Linked DNA regions of Pan troglodytes: region 2 is linked to region 1. The links are chromatin contacts, called in public HiChIP or PLAC-seq maps. All regions are on one chromosome and are shown on one strand. The core of a region is the stretch at or near the end of the contact, and the rest is flanking DNA. Distances in the headings are between cores, read along the strand shown.

What was found. HiChIP or PLAC-seq counts read pairs in DNA pulled down with a chosen protein or histone mark.
Region 2: a contact with region 1 is called in an H3K4me3 HiChIP or PLAC-seq map of stem cell-derived excitatory neurons, with 7 times the contacts expected there. The contact joins the promoter of LOC134807926 here to the promoter of PKDCC in region 1. A contact is called at or near these places in 1 of 7 Hi-C or Micro-C datasets (induced pluripotent stem cells) and 1 of 1 datasets of contacts at active chromatin or transcription factors (stem cell-derived excitatory neurons).

Annotation. Positions count from the first base shown.
Region 1 is chr12:80,669,347-80,673,483 of NHGRI_mPanTro3-v2.0_pri, reverse strand. It overlaps PKDCC (protein kinase domain containing, cytoplasmic), which reads left to right and starts at 1,952. Exons shown (of 7, transcript XM_001137152.7): 1 at 1,952-2,770. The coding sequence starts at 2,132.
Region 2 is chr12:80,760,418-80,764,985 of NHGRI_mPanTro3-v2.0_pri, reverse strand. It overlaps LOC134807926 (putative uncharacterized protein LINC02898), which reads right to left and starts at 3,259. Exons shown (of 4, transcript XM_063789942.1): 1 at 2,985-3,259; 2 at 1,161-1,481. The coding sequence starts at 3,196.

The DNA of each region.
Region 1 (4,137 bases), core at 703-3,202:
ACAGGCTTTTCCTGATTCAGCTGTGGGCCGGGGGGCCTCCTAATCCACCCAGCTCCCCGTTTTCCCCAGGGGTCTGAATTGGACCAAGGCTGAGTGTGAGGGGAATGTTTGCTGTTTGCTGCTGTTCCCTGTTGACTTTAGCCAGTAGCTCTGTTTACAAACCCAGGTTGGTTTTCCCAGCACAGTTAATTAGACCAAAGACATCTGGTGCAAGGCTGGGGAGAGGGCATCTGCTCAGAGCCTTCCCCCGACACCCTGCAGACTGCAGCCACGGCCCAGAGTGGGGCAGAACAGCTCTGTCGGTACAGACCTGACTCCACCAGACCCAGTGTTCTCGGAGGAATCATGGCTTCCTTCACCCTGCCTTTCCATGCTTGCCAAGTCGGACTGGGGCCCAACTCCCCAAGCCATAGAGAACAAGGAGTCCGGGCTGGAAGGCCCACCTCAGTGGGATCATAGGCTGGAGATCAGGGACTCAGCTCTCTCCTCGGTCCTTCCATGTCCAAAGGAACAGGGCAGAAATTCCTGTCCCTTTCTCATTACAGACACTGCATTCTGTAGGAGCGCCAGACCTCTTCAGGGAAAATCTCCCCTCCCTGGATACCCCCCCACCCACCCCCACCCCCAGAAAAAAGGCTGTGGACCCTTCTCCTCCCTGACCCCTCCCCAGCCAATCTCTGACACTGTGAGGAGGACAGAGATTAACCTGGCCCAGAGGGAGGCAGGAAGCTGCCCAGGAAGGTGAGAGGATCTAGGTGGGCAGTTTCAGAGCGGCGGGGAAGAGGAGAGCTGCGAGGGGGAGGGGCAGCGGCTTATCTCTCCCAGGAGGGGGGAGCTCACTCCAAACAGCTAATGCACTGGCGTGTGAAAGCCCCTCAATTAGCACTAATGATGCAATCAGGGAGGGAGGAGGAGGGACCGAAGTTCTGGTGGCGTCAGCACCAACTTACACACAAGGTACACATTCCCTTCATCGGACACAATGGCCCCTTCAGACACGCCGAGGCACACACTCCACAGACAGCCGTCCGTGGGCACAAACGCACTCTTTGCCCAAGCTACTAGCATGCACATGGTTTCTTATACGCGGCTGACCCCGTCAGACCCCAGGCATCTTGAGGGGTAGGGAGCGACCCCCAGCTGCATTTGGGGCTTTAGAGGCAAGGAAAATCAGAAACACTTTGGTAAAAGGAGTTGAACAGGGCATCCTCGGCGAGCTCACGAGCATTCCTCTATGCCTAGAGCTCCTGTCCCACGCGCGCTCGCAGGTGCTGGCCCGGCTGTGCCCGCTTCCCCCTCACCATCGCCCCAATCCGGAATCCGGGGCTGAGCGAGGAGCCGCCACCCCCGGCCCCACCCGCGAGAGACGGGGTCCACGCGCCTTCCCTGCGCCCAAACCGCCCCGAGGCCCCCAGTCCCAGGAGGGAGCGCTGAGATCACTCGGATCTCCGCACCCCGGACTTAGCTGCTCGTCCCCTCCGGAGCCCGCTACCCGCCGGCCTCGCCCCTTTATCTTTCCCCCACTCCGCCCGGCCGGCTCCGTTATCCACCTCCCAATCCCGTTATCCGGCCGCCCCGGCCCCGTTATCCGCCCTCGCGTTGGGCGCGGAGCCCCCGCGCGCCTCCTGGCCGCCGCCGCCCCCTCCCCCGCTCCCAGACGGAGCTCGGGGGACCGCGGGCTGGGCGGGACCGCGGGCTGGGCAGGACCGGAGCCGCCTCCGCGCCGCTTCCCAGGCCCGGACGGCCGCGGGAGGAGGTCCCGCTGTCAGTCAGCGGGGAAGGCCGGGCCGGGCGGCCGGAGGGGGCGGCGCCGAGGACGGGCTCGGGCCGGGAGCTGGGAGGTGGAGGCGGAGGCGGAGGAGGAGGCGGAGGGGCGGGGGAGGGGGCGGGGGCGGGGGCGGGGGCGGGGGGCGGCTCTGGGCCTTATAAGCGGCGGGGGCAGGGCGGCAGGGAGGCAAGTGTCAGGCCGATGTGTCGCCCGCGAGGGGCCGGGGTCGGGGCCGCCGGGGCCATGCGCGCGGGCTGGGCAGGGGGCCGGCGGGGCGCAGAGCGGAGCCGCCTCGGAGCCTGAGCCGCCCGGGGCCGGGGCCGGGGAGCCGCGCGGGGCCGGCCGGCCGGGGGGAGGGGAGCGATGCGGCGCCGGCGGGCGGCAGTGGCCGCGGGTTTCTGCGCCTCCTTCCTGCTGGGCTCCGTCCTCAACGTGCTCTTCGCTCCGGGCTCGGAGCCTCCGAGGCCAGGCCAGTCCCCTGAGCCTTCGCCGGCCCCGGGTCCGGGCCGTCGCGGGGGCCGCGGGGAGCTGGCCCGGCAGATCCGGGCGCGCTACGAGGAGGTGCAGCGCTATTCCCGCGGGGGCCCCGGGCCCGGGGCGGGTCGGCCGGAGCGGCGGCGCCTGATGGACCTGGCTCCGGGCGGGCCCGGCCTGCCGCGCCCCCGGCCCCCTTGGGCCCGGCCCCTGCCCGACGGCGCCCCAGGCTGGCCCCCGGCTCCCGGCCCAGGCTCCCCCGGCCCGGGCCCGCGCCTGGGCTGCGCCGCGCTTCGCAACGTGTCCGGCGCGCAGTACATGGGCTCAGGCTACACCAAGGCCGTGTACCGGGTCCGCCTGCCCGGCGGCGCCGCGGTGGCGCTCAAGGCGGTGGACTTTAGCGGCCACGATCTGGGCAGCTGCGTGCGCGAGTTCGGGGTACGGAGGGGCTGCTATCGGCTGGCGGCCCACAAGCTGCTTAAGGAGATGGTGCTGCTGGAGCGGCTGCGGCACCCCAACGTGCTGCAGGTACGAGGGTGGGGACGCGGGGGTAACGGTGTTGGCTGGGAGTGCCCAAGACCTTGTCAACCTGGCTGGAAGAGAACCCCTTGATCTGGAGTGCCAGTGACTGCACCCAGGCTAAGCTAGACGCAGAAACCGGACCATGGCCCTTCCCACTGCACCACCCTGCTTCTCACTCCTGGGTGGGCGTCACTTTACCGAAGAACTCCTGGGTTTCTCGGCTTCCACACATCTCTTAAAGACAGGCCAGGACAGAGGCTCCCAGAACTCAGGGGGTGGGGCAGTCCATTAGGATTTAGGAGTCTACTCCGGGCTGGAGTTAGGAGGTTGAACACCAGGGATATTACCCCAAGCCAAAATGACCCTAAGCCAAGACACTTGAGTCAGAATTCCAACTGTGTGATAAAGTCCCCCTTCTTGATGGAACTTCTCTCAACTTCCAGTGATTTGTCTGGTTTTGAAAATGAGACGGGACAGCAATGGGGCTGGGAAGAGCTGGAAAGAGACCATGTGTCAGGCTTGATTCCTATAGAGTCTCCCCACCCACCCACCTCCAGCGCCACCCAGAAGACACTGGAAGGGGGCTGGGGAGCAGGCTAGAAAATGGGAACACAGTCCTTCCCAGAAGTGAACCAAGGGTTCCCCAGGCCTTAAAGTGGGTCCTTGAGCCCCTGCAGAAGCCTCAAGGTCTCAGCTCAGTGGACAGACTGGCGGCCTGAGGATCTAAATGTCACACTGTCTGAGTGTATATAGATAGCCAAGAGGCTGGAAGGTTGAGAAGGCCAAATGCTCAGGTTCCTACTCAACGGGACTCTGCCTCGCCTGTTCGCTGGAGACACAGGCGAGAGCTGAAACCCCCACCTTGTCCCCTCCAAGCTAGACTTTGAGTGGGCCTCTCACAGTCCCAGCACCGCCCTAACACTCCACGTCCTCTCTCTCAGGTCTCCCTCCATCCTAAGATTAGACAGACTATTCCCTTTGCACATGTCTGAGCAAACAGAGGGGAATCCCTGACCGCTGTTGGCCAGGTGAACATGGGTGTGTGCAGCCTCCCCAACGGATGAAATCTTGCACACACCTTCCACCTACCAGCCCACTCAAACTAACCTTTCTGCACCCAGCAGAAATGACTGGAAACCCAGGAGTCCCTCTCTCCTTTCCTTAGGAGTGAGATGGCACCCCAGCCCTGGAGGGAGATGGGTGGGCGTCGTAGAGCAGGAGAGACTGGCCCAAAAGCTGTTTATACTCCTGTTGGCTCCCAGTCTCCCCCTCCCCCATCGTATTCCCCAACCCTGGTCAGACACTTGTGACCGGGCCCTGGGCCCCAAACTGGTCTCAGGAGCTCGGGCAGAACCAACACTTGGGTGTAGTGA
Region 2 (4,568 bases), core at 2,010-4,509, 90 kb before region 1:
TCTCCCACCTTAGCCTCTTGAGTAGCTGGGATTACGGGTGCCCACCAGCAGGTATGGCTAATTTTGGTATTTTTAGCAGAGACGGGGGTTTCACCATGTTGGCCAGGTTGGTCTTGAACTCCTGACCTCAGGTGATCTGCCCACCTCTGCCTCCCAAAGTGCTGGGATTACAGGCATGAGCCACTTTGCCCAGCCAAAACTCTTAACCCAACATCGAACACTTGGTAAGCACTCAATAAATGGAAGCCATTTTGATTATGATTATCAAAGTCTAGAACATAAAGTGGACTGCATACATGCACTCTTTAGGAGCAGTCTTTTGGCCCCAAACTAGATTCTATGGGAATTCCCAGGTAAGATGCTTCTCCAAAATGAAGTGAAGCCATGTGACCCAGGGTCTTTAAACATTGCTTCCTCAAACCCTCCCCCAGTAGGGTACTTCTCCCCCAGAGGCACGGGGATCTGGCCATACTGTAAGACAAACTTCTGGAAGTGGGGGCACATCAAGCGTCTGGGTGGTGCCAGTGCCTGGGCCTGAGCTGAAGTCTTCACCAGCCTGCCCCTTTTGGGGAAGCTTCTGACAATTTTGATTACCGAAATCTTCCTGCCTTTTGGGATAATACAGTCAAATGCTCCATTGAGACAGACTTCTGTATCTTTACAGGCCCTAGAATGAGACCAACCCAAGGCCCAGCATCTGCAGAATGTCCAGTGTGGAAACAGGGAGGAAAAACTAAACCACTCCTTTTCCCCTCTTCCCAACACACCCTTCTCTCCTCTCAGATCCTTGGAGCTCTCCGCACTCAGAACCTACAAGCTGCCCAGGGGTCTTCCAGACCAGCCCCAATTGCTTCCAGCCTCCTTCCGCCAGCACATCTCTGCAGCCTTGGGCCACTGATCCTAAGCCAAAGCCTCCCCAACCTCTGGGCTCAGAAGCAGGTGTAATCCCAACTCCAGCAGGGAATTCCAGAGGTGAAGGTCACGGGAGCATCTTTAATCTTCGGTTCCCAGGAGAGAAGATACCCAAAGAGCAGGGAGCAGGAGCCAGCTCCAGGCTATACATTTGTTTATTCATCAATCATTCATTTATGCATTAATCATTCATTCCCCCCACCCATCAATCATTCATCTGCTTATTTATTCATTCAATGTGTTTGTACCTTGTCCTTGCTTTGGTTACCGCAGATGTTGGTCCTCTCCTGCTTTGATCTGTCCCCTGTTTCTCTGGCAGCTGCACAGCAGAAGCCTTCTCATGTCCCTTGTTGGGTACTTGGCTGAGAGTGTGTCTCCCTCTCAGAGGTGCCTGAGGAAAATCAAAGGGACAGTGCAGAGCTGTCTGCTGCCTGCAAGTTCCCTTCCATTGCAAAATCCAGCCTTCTGGTCCGTAGGTCAGTGGGAGAGATTGGGAGGGGCTGCAGAGGGGTCTCCAGGGCCAGTCGAGGAATAATGGTCTGGACATCCTCACCATGTGTGAGCTCTGGCTGTTTAAAAAATAAAAAAAATAAAAAATATATATACTGGTCCTTCTGGGAGAAAGGGGACTGCAGGAGACTCTAAGCCTCTGTGCCTGGTTCTGAGGCCTGAGCTCAGCACTTTGGCAGGCCCAGAGAACATGGTATGGGAAAACCTGGGGCTGGAGTTTCAGAGGCCTAAGCTGTGAGCCTTCTGACAGGTCTCCCATCTTCCATCCTTCCATCTACCTGACCCTGTAAAGTCTGTTCTCAGCCAGCAGCCAGAGATCCTTTAGTAAAAGACCACGTCCTGCCTGTGCTCAAAACCCTGCCCTGACTTTCAGTTCTCTCGGAGAAAAAGCCAAGGCCCCACTTGATGGGGTCCCCCTCATCTCCCACTCACTCCCTCCATTCAGCCCCCACTGGCCCCATCCTTCCCGAACTCACCAGCCACACTCCTACCTTAGGGCTTTTGCTATAGTTGTTTCTTCTGGAACAGGCTTGACCTGGGTGACTTGCTTGAAAGTGACTCACTTTCTCATTTCCTTCAAGTCTTTGCTCAATTGAAACCTTCCCCATAAGCCTACCATGACCCATCCTATTTAAAACTGCAAAGCACACAGGCACGCGCGCGCACACACACACACACACACCACTCTCAACCCCCCTTCCTCTTTAGCACTCATCACCTTCTAACATAATACATAATTTACTTATTATTTTTACCATTTATTGTCTGTCTCTGCCTGCTCAAGTATAACTTCCAAAAGGGTAGGGGTCTTTGTATGTTTTCTTCACTGATGTATCCCGAGGGTGGGCCATCCCATGGATGCCTGGTATATAGCAGGAGCTAGTAAAACATTCCTTGGATGAAAGAATGAATGAGTGAATGGGCTGCAGGAAGCTCTGAGGATGAAGCTTGTGAAGCCACAGGCTGTGGAGTTTGGGGCTTCCTGGGGGTAGAATTTAGGAGGTCCACAGTGGCTTCTATCAGCTGTGCTGAGGAGAGAAGAGCCAGGCAAATTGCCCGCTGCCAGCCTTCTCGGGGAGGAAAGGTAGGCAGCAGCATCGGTGGGGATTGCGCTAACTCAAGATGCCAGCTCCATGCTGCTCTGGGGCTGGCCAGCGCTCTGGATGTCATTAGCTGATTTGTTCTGCTCTGCAGAATGTACTTTTCATATTTAGGCAGAAAAAAACAGCTTTCGATCCTTGTGCCCTTTCTTCTGTGAGCTGTAGCACATGGCCTGCTTATTATGAATTAATCCTCTAAAGAGCATGTTCATTATTCTAATTTAATTGTGCTTCGTTTCAGAAAATAACTAAACCCAGTGTGGAATAAACTCCAATGCTGATCAGTTTTCAAGAAGTTAACATAAGACAAAATTCTGCTAGAGGGCAGCAGCAATTTGGAATCATTAAAGGGAACCCATGTAAATAATAAAAACAAAACTAAAATGCAGAATTAAATTAAGGAATAGGAAATTAAATTTGGGAATCTAATCTAAAATTGAGGCCTTATATGCACAGGCTTACCCTGGCTTGGCTCTTCGCTCTGGAGTGCTCAGGAGAGGAGGTTCTGCAGAGGTTCCCACGACCAGGGAAGCGGCAGTCCCTCCTGGGTGGCAGTTTGCTGCTCTGGGAAGAGAGATGTGGGCTGAAGTGGGAGAAAGGGGGCTTTCCTCCCACGGGGTCAACTGTGATGAAGATGAAAGCCACATTGTCACAGATGCATCTGGATAGCTCATCCTGAGCCCTGGTGACCGGTTCAGGAGAACTGCCTGCAGCCAAGAGTCCAAGCTGCCACTCACTAGGAGGAAGCACAGGAAATGAGGCAGATGGTGCTGAGTGGCTGCTGGCCTGAGATGCTGGGAGTGGTCAGCCCTGGGCAAAGAAGCCGCGCCAGCCCTCCTTCACCTTTGGGCCCTGGGCACCCTTCCACAGGTGACCCAGCTCAGGACAGAGGCTGAGGGAGTTTCCTCCTGCCCGGGCAGTGGCCCCTAAGTAGGGTCCTGGCCTCCCCACCATCACCGTGAGAGCCCAGTTACAGATGGAGGAGACCCGGACTCCAGCAGCATCATGACAGGTCAGGCCTCCACCAGGCAAAATGAGAAAGGGAGGATGGGAAGGACGGGGTGTGGGGAGGAGGAGAGAGCCAACTTACAAAGTGTCTGCAAGTCAGATGTACAGTCAGGGGCAGAGTTAGCACCATGGCTCAGGCTTCATTATGTATTGATTTTTTAGACCCTGTGCCTGGGGTATTCTTTTTCTCTCCATATTCCTACCTCCTCTGGCTCTCTTCCTCTCTCTCTCCAACCTCCCTCCTCAAAATGAAAAGAGCTCAACCTTCTGAGTCAGACAGACTGATTTGGAGCCACAGTTCTTCCTCTTACTTGGTACTGGAGCTTCAACAAACTATTTTGCCTTCCTTAACCTCAGTTTCCTCATATGCAATGCTAATAATATCTGTCTCCTTGGTTTGTTACAAGGGCTAAATGCAAGAAAGCACTTGGCACAGAGCAGGTACTCAGGCACTTCTGCTTTTTTATTCTCTGTTTCACCAGTGCTTCTTCACATGCCACTCTCTACACACACATGCACACACGTGCACACATATGCACACACAGGCTCCATCCTCTGCCAAAGGCCTTAGGCTGTGTTTCTAGAGCACAAGTAGTTAGAAAAAAAATAGTCCAGTCAATCAAATGCAATCAACTGCTTGCTTTGATTCACAAAGGCAAACATTCAAACAGATGGCCTTATCCCAGTATCAAAGTGAAGTTTTCCATTGCCATTTTCATTTGGAGTTCTACATGGATAAATTAGCCACCTTAAAATAGATCTCTTTTTTGAAAAAAGAAGAGAATACCAACAAGCAAAAAAAAGTCTTAACTTGTTCTCATTTAATTCACATTTTGATCAAGAAACTAATGCACAAAATTGAGGCCACAATACTGATTGGTTAGTTAAACAGTGATTGCGTCTAAAACTATCAAAGATGGAGACCACAAGGACAAAAAAGGCTAAGAGTTCTGTCTTGAATTCCCTGGCTACTTTACCTTATCTTACTTTGCTAACTGCCTGCAGAGAGTATGTCAGTCTCTTGCCTGTCCCCTGATT